Regions from separate parts of the Mus musculus genome. Here region 1 is linked to region 2. Evidence: chromatin contacts called from public HiChIP or PLAC-seq data. All regions are on one chromosome and are shown on one strand. The core of a region is the stretch at or near the end of the contact, and the rest is flanking DNA. Distances in the headings are between cores, read along the strand shown.

What was found. HiChIP or PLAC-seq counts read pairs in DNA pulled down with a chosen protein or histone mark.
Region 1: a BATF HiChIP or PLAC-seq map of CD8 T cells shows a contact between it and region 2, with 19 read pairs. The contact joins the promoter of Abracl here to the enhancer-like site in region 2. A contact is called at or near these places in 1 of 39 promoter capture datasets (macrophages), 2 of 15 datasets of contacts at CTCF or cohesin (CD8 T cells and the NIH/3T3 cell line), 9 of 484 Hi-C or Micro-C datasets (CD4 T cells, CD8 T cells, effector CD8 T cells and 3 more), 7 of 115 datasets of contacts at active chromatin or transcription factors (CD8 T cells, effector CD8 T cells, embryonic stem cells and 2 more) and 3 of 9 other capture datasets (adipose tissue, liver and pancreatic islet).

Annotation. Positions count from the first base shown.
Region 1 is chr10:18,021,910-18,026,411 of GRCm38.p6, forward strand. Abracl (ABRA C-terminal like) reads right to left here and starts at 1,343. Exons shown (of 3, transcript NM_028440.1): 1 at 1,158-1,343.
Region 2 is chr10:17,986,976-17,991,326 of GRCm38.p6, forward strand. No RefSeq gene overlaps it. Among named protein-coding and RNA genes, the nearest start is that of Abracl, 34 kb to the right of the region's middle. Within about 2 kb of position 2,331, at least 76 of the 459 cell types and tissues checked have an H3K27ac peak or open chromatin away from gene starts, as enhancers often do. A contact at or near this core is called in CD8 T cells, effector CD8 T cells, memory CD8 T cells and 2 more, where this site is marked.

The DNA.
Region 1 (4,502 bases), core at 93-2,592, 34 kb after region 2:
ACTGCAAACCCAACTCAATAGGTTTTAGTCACTTAATATGGGAGGGGAAAAGAGAAGAAAATATTCACATTATACAATAGACCCAGGGCAGTCTAAAAGCCGGAGAGAAACCTCTCTTCGTTGAGAGATCAAGAACAATGAGAGGTCATAGCAAAGCAAACCTAAGAAAATGAGCCTGTCTGCGAGAGGCTGGGCCAGAAGACGGGCAGCGGCAGATGTCAGCCGGGCCTGTCTAACTGTCTCAGATTCTAATTAGGCTGTCTGAGTGGGTCTCACAAGGAGAGGGGCTTGGCACATGCTAGAAAGCTTCATCGATACACATTTGGAAAGGAATGTCAGGAGCCTTCTCTAGTTATGTTTTAAAACTCTAGAGGCAATAGGCCAAGGAAATAAAGCCTTCTAGAGTCGCCTGCTCGGGAACCGACAGCCAACTTTACACGCGAGCTAGGCGGTCTTCCAGCCTCCCTTCTATCACTAACAGCTGGCGCGGGTCAAAGGCTCACCTTCGTCCCTATTCGCTGGTTCCAGCTGACTCCATATTTGGTCATTCCTCCTACAAGTTTGAGGTCTTGCCAAATATGGATCCCCAAATCCTGAGGTCTGTGTGTACCACTCCCTCACTCCTGAACTGCATAGGGCTGCAGAGCCCGGGACCACAAGCGCTTCGTCCCTTTGTCTTCGCAACTCACCCTCCCTCGGTCCCCCACCGTCAGCGCACCCGAAGGCACAGCCCGGGAGCCCCACGAGTCCTACTTTCCCTTCCTCACCTGCCCTCCGCAGTGCAGAGAGCAATGTCATGACACCACTTCATTGCCCCGGGATCCCCCCCCCCAGTCTTTCCGCACCCCGTAACCTCACCCCCAGCCCCCCACCCAACCAAGCTGACGCCAAATGCAAAACCCACACGTTGCACCGCTGCAAACATCGATTGGGGCTGCCCCTCTCCTGGTCCGCCCCCGGCCGGCAAAACGTCACGTGAGCCCAGTGCGGAAGTGTGCTGGCCGAGTGGGGTTCCCGCCAGTGGGGTACAAAGGGCGCGTGTCCAAGGCCCCTCTAGCTGTACCGCGGCACCCCGAGGTCCTTACCCTCCACCCGGGGCTCAGACTTCCCAGACGTCGGGTCCAGCTTTCCCCCAGCGCCTTCCAGGACTAGCTCACCTCTCCGATTGCTTCCTTCTTCACGGAAGAGCTGCTGCTGCGTGGGTCTGAACCCTGTACTCGGCTTCCGCGCCCTGGGGAGGAACAGGCAGAAGAAGGAAGTGGCCCGGGCTAAGAGAAAGGCTGCAGTGGAGGAGGGAGGGGACAAGGAGAGGCGTAGGGGGCAAGTAAGACTAAGTGCTGTCTGGAAAGGGGCCGCCCATTCTCCCGGGACACGCCTAGGAGGAGGAAACCCGCGCCAACGCCAAAGCTGGAGGCAGGTTTCTAGGAATGCACACACAAAGTACCATCACCTCTCTCGTCCTACTCGTCAGGACCCACAGCCTAATGCATCTTCATTTCCTGACAGAGTATCTTACCCAACAAGAGAAAAAGCTCCCCCAGCGTGCTAAATTCTGAGATCTCCTAGGAAAACAGAGCCTCACGTGGGTTCTGTATGCAGAGCATTAGGCTCAAGACAAATAATAATAATAATAAAGTAAAAAAGACTCAATTTGCAAACACCTTCATTCTTCAAGGCCAGGTCTACCGATTTTGATTCTAGATCTTGAGACGGAATACATTTGTTTCGCTTCATTGTTTCCTACATTTCATTGACCATTCAAATCATTCAAATTCTTTTTATTTCCATCGTATGTACTTGCCCTACCCAGAGTTTTGAAAAAGAAACTCAACTTAAATTATTGTATAGGAATTGTAAATGTAATCATGAGGGAAATTTCTCTTCCCACCCCCAATTAATTACGAGTGTCCAAGTGTCCAAGTCATTGGTGACGTCCTCCGTGGAGGCAGGAAGATCTCTGTGAACTCCGGGTCAACCTAGTGAGTTTCAGCCCCCCCACCCCCCGCAGCCCCCACACACACTCACAAATGTGGCCTAGTCTTTGTCAACCTCATCAAACAGCAGCCACTCCACAACAATGGTGAAACTGATCATTTGGACCAATCAAATCTCCCTTGGAAATTGAAGGTGGTACAGGTAGAGAATGAGCCATCTGGGTGAGGCTGGAAAAGGCCAGGTCAGACAGAGGCCCAAAATGGACTTTCATTGAGCAAGAAAGTTGACTTTGTGCAGAAACCAGGAAGGGGGGGGGGGGTAGAGAATGGAGAGAGGTGGAGCGGGGGAGGGGCTAAGGAGGGAGAGGGGCAGGGTGGGAGAAGGGGAGGGGAGGGGGCAGAAGAGGGAGAAGGGAGAGAGAGAGAGAGAGAGAGAGAGAGAGAGAGGAGAGAAGAGAGAGGAGAGATTGGGAAGGTGGGTGGAGACTGGTGGAGGCCTTGGGGAAGTCCAAGGACAATCTGTGAGAAGCTAAAAATGTAATAGTCAGAAAGACCTGTTTTCAGGGGATGTGAGAGTAGCCAGGTCCCCTAAGCTGTGCAGGGTCCATGCTCTCCCCAAGCAGTGGCCTAGTTGCCCTACAGGATCAAGGTTTGCCATGTGAATGTGAACCTGAGTGGTTAGCTGTCCTGTAACTGTTGTCAAACTTACAAAATCTTCTAAGTAAGGACTGTAAGATCCTTCAAGGCCTCTTTTTTTCCTCTCAGAAGGGAGCTGAAAATTTATAGTTTATGTCTTTTAAAATGTGTTGGGAGCCGCGCCCACATTCGCCGTTACAAGATGGCGCTGACAGCTGTGTTCTAAGTGGTAAACAAATAATCTGCGCATGTGCCGAGGGTGGTTCTTCACTCCATGTGCTCTGCCTTCCCCGTGACGTCAACTCGGCCGATGGGCTGCAGCCAATCAGGGAGTGACACGTCCTAGGCGAAGGAGAATTCTCCTTAATAGGGACGGGGTTTCGTTTTCTCTCTCTCTTGCTTCTTGCACTCTGGCTCCTGAAGATGTAAGCAATAAAGCTTTGCCGCAGAAGATTCTGGTCTGTTGCGTCTTTCCTGGCCGGTCGTGAGAACGCGTCTAATAACAAAAATGTACATAATACAAAATTGTAGTGTTAAAACAAATACCATACTTAACAATTTCCCCAAGCAAGGTCTCACTGCAAGGCCACCCACACTCCAGTAGAGTCACTTCAGTTATAATGAGGCAATTTCCCCGGACTCTGTGAGCAAGGAAAAAATAAAATAGATGACTTGAACTTAGTAAGTAAAAATTGTTACACTGAAACCTATTACTCTCTGCTGGGCCATAGCCATCCGACCGTACATGTAAGCCCAGCGCTAAGTGGGTGGAAACAGGGGGATTAGAAAGCCAAGGACGGAGCATCTGCGGGAGACATCTTGGATCCCGGACTCCACCGAGACTACTCTGCACAGGTGAGAGTGTGGACTATAGAAGCTAACAGCTTCTGGGACAAGTGGGAACCACAGAGCTTCTGAGGCAGCCCCCTTTTCGGGCTCCAGACATCCGGGCACCTTCCCTGCCAGAGGATAGGTGTCCGCCCAGCCCGGGAGGGCTTTGCCTGAGCAACTTCAGGAGACATCTTGGATCCTGGACTCCTCCGAGACTACTCTGCACAGGTGAGAGTATGGACTACAGAAGCTAACAGCTTCTGGGACAGGTCTTGTTTCGGGCCTTCATCTTCTGCCAGGAGGCAAGTCTGAATGCCAGATATTTGTGCACCTTCCCTGAAAGAGGAGAGCCTGCCTGCAGAGAGTGTTCTGACCACTGAAACTCAGGAAAGAGCTAGTCTCCCTGGTCTGCTGGTAGAGAATAACAGAATCATGAGAGGAACAAGCTCTAACCAGAGACAACTATAACAACTGACTCCAGAGTTTACCAGATGGCGAAAGGCAGATATAAGAATCTTACTAATAAAAACCAAGACCACTCACCATCATCAGAACCCAGTACTCCCACCTCAGCCAGTCCAGGGCACCCCAACACACCCGAAAACCTAGACCTGGATTTAAAGGCATATCTCATGATGATGGTAGAAGACATCAAGAAGGTATTTAATAACTCACTTAAAGAAATACAGGAGACCACTGCTAAAGAGTTGCAAGTCCTTAAAGAAAAACAGGAAAACACATCCAATCAGATGATGGAAATGAACAAAACCATACTAGACCTAAAAAGGGAAGTAGACACAATAAAGAAAACCCAAAGTGAGGCAACACTGGAGATAGAAACCCTAGGAAAGAAATCTGGAACCATAGATGCGAGCATCAGCAACAAAATACAAGAGATGGAAGAGAGAATCTCAGGTGCAGAAGATCCCATAGAGAACATCGGCACAACAATCAAAGAAAATACAAAATGCAAAAAGATCCTAACTCAAAACATCCAGGAAATCTAGGACACAATGAGAAGACCAAGCCTATGGATAATAGGAGTAGATGAGAATGAAGATTTTCAACTCAAAGGGCCAGCAAACACCATCAACAAAATAA
Region 2 (4,351 bases), core at 1,081-3,580:
AGAGTACTGTTACAGGAGGATTAAACCAGAGAAGGAGGGAAGGGGTTAAAGGAGGGGGTACAGGAAAGGACAGCTAACACTAAGAGCCACTTGAGGGGTCACATGTAAACCTACTACAGTAGAAGCTGAAAATATACACATATATTTAAGAAGTCTGAATAAAATCACCGAATAATTTATGTACTCTGGGTTTGTTGTTGTTGTTGTTGTTGGGGTTTTTTTTGTTGTTGTTTGTTTTTTTTCAAGACAGGGTTTCTCTGTAGTCTTGGTTGTCCTGGAACTCACTCTGTAGAGTTCTGGGATTAAAGTGCTGGGATTAAAGGCATGAGCCACCATGCCAGGCAAGATTTATTTATTTATTTATTTATTTATTTATTTATTTATTTATTTATTATATGTAAGTATACTGTAGCTGTCCTCAGATACTCCAGAAGAGGGCATCAGATTTCGTTACAGATGGTTTGTGAGCCAACATGGTTGCTGGGATTTGAACTCGGGACCTTCGGGAGAGCAGTCGGCGCTCTTAACCACTGAGCCATCTCTAGTCTCTCAGTTCCCAAATCCCATACACACTGGTAGCCAGCATCTTTACAGAATATCCACATCTGACATCCACTTTCACCTTATAGTAAAAGGCAAACCTTTACCTACCCGAATTTCACATTACATTTTATTCTTGATATAAATCATGTAACACATGAACTTTGTGAGTGAATTAATTAACTTTATCAGTTTATATCACACCATGTATATTAATTATAACCCAAACTGTAATTTCATAGCTGGTATAATTATGAGTGGATCCTGTAGCTTTGTTGATCCCAAAATAAAACTGCATCACAATTTAAAATCGTACAAATTTAATCTTCACACAAACACACACACATGCAAATTAGTCTGCAAAATAGGAGAGCACAAACCAAAATGTTAGGAACCTGGTTCACAACGTTACCACACTGTTTATAAACCAAGGAAATGGTTTGACCTTTTTCATGATTGGTTCTCGCACATTAGAACTCTTTGAGACCAACTGACTTGTTAAAGCTGATTTGTCTTCGACCCTTTTGGTTTAATCTCATAAAATCGCTCTGACAAGGACACAGAATGTCTGCTTTGTGTTTTGCTCATGGGTAGAGATTATATTGGGGGGAAAGCAGGATGACTTGAGTTTTGGGGTATGTGGCTATGGGCTGTATAAGTGAACAGCCTTGGGATATATCACAGATGTGGCTTCCTCTGTATTTAGCTCCTCCCTCGCCTCAGTGCTAGAGAGACCCAGTGTTTTGGGTGTGTTACATAAGTGTTCTACCACAGAACTGTGTCCTCTCACAATTTTTGCTTTTTACATTCATGTGTGCATATATGTGCACATCCTGCAGCTCGCACATGAAGGTCAGATGACAACCTTCAGGAGTCAGTTCTCTCCATCCACCCTGTGGGTCCCGGGATCGAACTCTGGTTGCCCTTCCTCTGGGCAAGCACCTTTGCCTGCTGAGCTATTTTGCCAGCCTTAGTGTGGTATGCATGTTGGGGTCCAGCTGTGGTTCCTCCATTTCCTCGCTCTCAGCGTGTCCAGACACGGCTTCACACCAGGCTGGAAGGATTAAATGGAGTTCAGAATGGGCTCTGCAGGTCCACTGAGAGTGAGTACAGGGAGCTGGGCTTCTCCAAGGATCTCAGTGTTACAGCTAGCTCGTTTAGACAAAGGCCTTCTCCACCCATCTAAGAAGAAACAGCTAAGATGATCTCAGCTCATGCATATACCTTTATTCAAGGTGAGCTTGTACACGTACAGTTATTTGGGGTAAGCCAGGGCTATATTTATGAACCTCAGAGAGTGAGAAAGGTTCTTCTTAGGGTGAAGTTTCATCGGCTGAGGCTGGGGAATACCTTTACATGGAGAGGCATTCCAAGAAGTTGAACCTGTAATTTCACCAAGGATGATGTGACATTCCTCAGGTTAAGTGTGGGTTGGGCTCCCCAGATCAGATGGAGAAGAAGAAGTCCCACTAAGAAAAGGGAGTGTTCTGTCTTGCATTGACTCAGGAAACCTGTCTGGACATGGTAGGACACAACCTTATTAGCAAGGTGCAACAACCTAGTATCTATTTTAAGATTCTTTCTTTAATTTCTAAAAACCCTGGCATGTATACTAATTTAAAGAAGACTAATCTTGAGAACTCCCTTCCTTAACTTGGTTGGGCACTTCCTTTTAACTAGCATATAAGTTACTCAATTAAGATGTACCCGCAAAAACGTACACTGTGCCAAGAAAGGGGCAGAAAATACATAAAGAAACTGAAAGCATTTGCCTTGACACAAATAACACGAACCTGCCACTGGTCAGGTTGGGTCAGAAAGGACTTCCCCTTCAGTGCCTGGTGGGACTTGGTTACCCTCCTGCCTTCCAGAGCCATCAACAGCACACCCTCCCCGCTAGCACAGTCCCTGAGGTCAGTCCCTGCATGGTCCTCTCTGGGAACAAGAACCTCGGAAGATTACGGGAAATACATGCAAACAGTGAGAGGAAGAAGTTCAGTGAAGTGCTCAGAAAGCTGAAAGGAGCAAGAAGGAGAAAGGAGAGAATTAACCTCATGCCAAATATTCCTCCCAATTTACCTTCTTTGTGAAGAGAAGAGATCGGCAAGGGGGGGGGGGGGTTAGAAAAGGAGGGGGAGTGGCTCCCCCCCCCTGCCTCCCATGCCCTCTTCCAGCCAGCACCTCACTGGCCCTGCCCAGCTTCTCAGCCTAGGAGTAGGGAGGCTGAGAAGACCTGCTCTCTCTGTCTTGCTGGTGACACAGTCCTGAAGCCAGGATGACAGGAAGACGGGGTAAATGGAGAAAATGAGAAAGAGAGAGAGGAGAGAGGGGCGGGGGCAGGACGAGGTAAGGCAAGGAATAGGAAGGGAAAGCAAAGGAAAAGAAGGAAGAAGGAAATGAAAGGTGGAAACAGGAGAAAGGAAGGAAGGAAGGAAGGAAGGAAGGAAGGAAGGAAGGAAGGAAGGAAGGAAGGAAGGAAGGAAGGAGTAGCAAACTGGTAGCGAAGAGAGGGAAATATGACTGCGAATCGCTGGGAAATGGCACCTTTCTCCTCCAAACCCTGTGGAAACCACTAGGTAACTCCACTCACGTACCTGGCAGCCTGCATCATCCTGGCTATGAGGATGACAGAAAGAAAGCCCTTAAGGCCCAAGCGGCAGACACTGGGTCATAGCCCTGGCCAGATGACAGTTACGAGCTATGTCAGAATATACAATTAGCTCAGAGGACAGTGCTCATGGCATAGAAGGGAAGCCACCAGAGGTGTGGCTCCTGTGAATTGGGAAACAATACCAAAACTACCATTACTTTCCTCCTGTCGGGGGTTTGTCCTGAATAACCCTGCCCCAACACTACCAGATCTCTGGTCAGTTTTTATTTTAAGAAAATCGAGACATCTTTTGTTTGTTTGGTTGGCTGGCTGGCTGGTTGGTTGGTTTTTGGTTTTCAAGACGGGGTTTCTCTCAGCCCTGGCTGTCCTAGAACGTGCTCCGCAGATCAGGCGGGCCCCAAATTTCCAGAGATCCACCTGCCTCTGCCTCTGCCTCCCTAGTGCTGGGACTAAAGGTAATCATCACCACTGTCTACCCAGAAATCTTTTTTTTTTAAGTATTGCAACTTCGATTTCTATTTTCGTTTTAAGAAGTAAACCAAGAATTCGAATTGCTTCAGACAAAATGAAGTGCACACAGAGGAAGCATGTGAAGTCGTGAGAGGTGCAGCAGAGGTCCTAGAACTCTGGCAGATTGTGCAAGCATAGACTCTGATGATGCAAAGGGGACCCTGTGGATTGGGTCTTGCCTGCCACTCTGAGGCTGCAAGGGGACAAAAATGAAAAAAGAACTCAGACTTTTACTGAGGAAGTGACAAGCAATTTGGGTGTCTTTAAATACAGGTGTTAGAGGGACTCTTTCAGGGGACCTTTCTTCCCACAGCAAGGTGAAGGCTGGCAGGTTGGGGCCCACGAAGGGAGAAAGGGATGCCAGTAGTAATAGATGAAGCCAAGATATCATTGAACATGGCTATGGCCTTATTCTGAACAGAGGACAATGGGCAAGAACTCAAGGTGTGGACATACGACACAAACCTGGACTGGGGAAACAGTAATGGAGCCCAAGGAAGGTACTGGGGTAGAACTCCAGGTCAGGCAACTCTGAAGAGGGAGCAAAACTGGGGGCAGATTGAGCATGATAAAAGACAAAGACAGAAAGTCAGAGAGAGTCCTGTCCAGGGACACCCACAATACACAAAGGAGTAACATACTCCTGTATTTTGTAGGAAATATATCAACATTAACACTGTTTTTAAACAC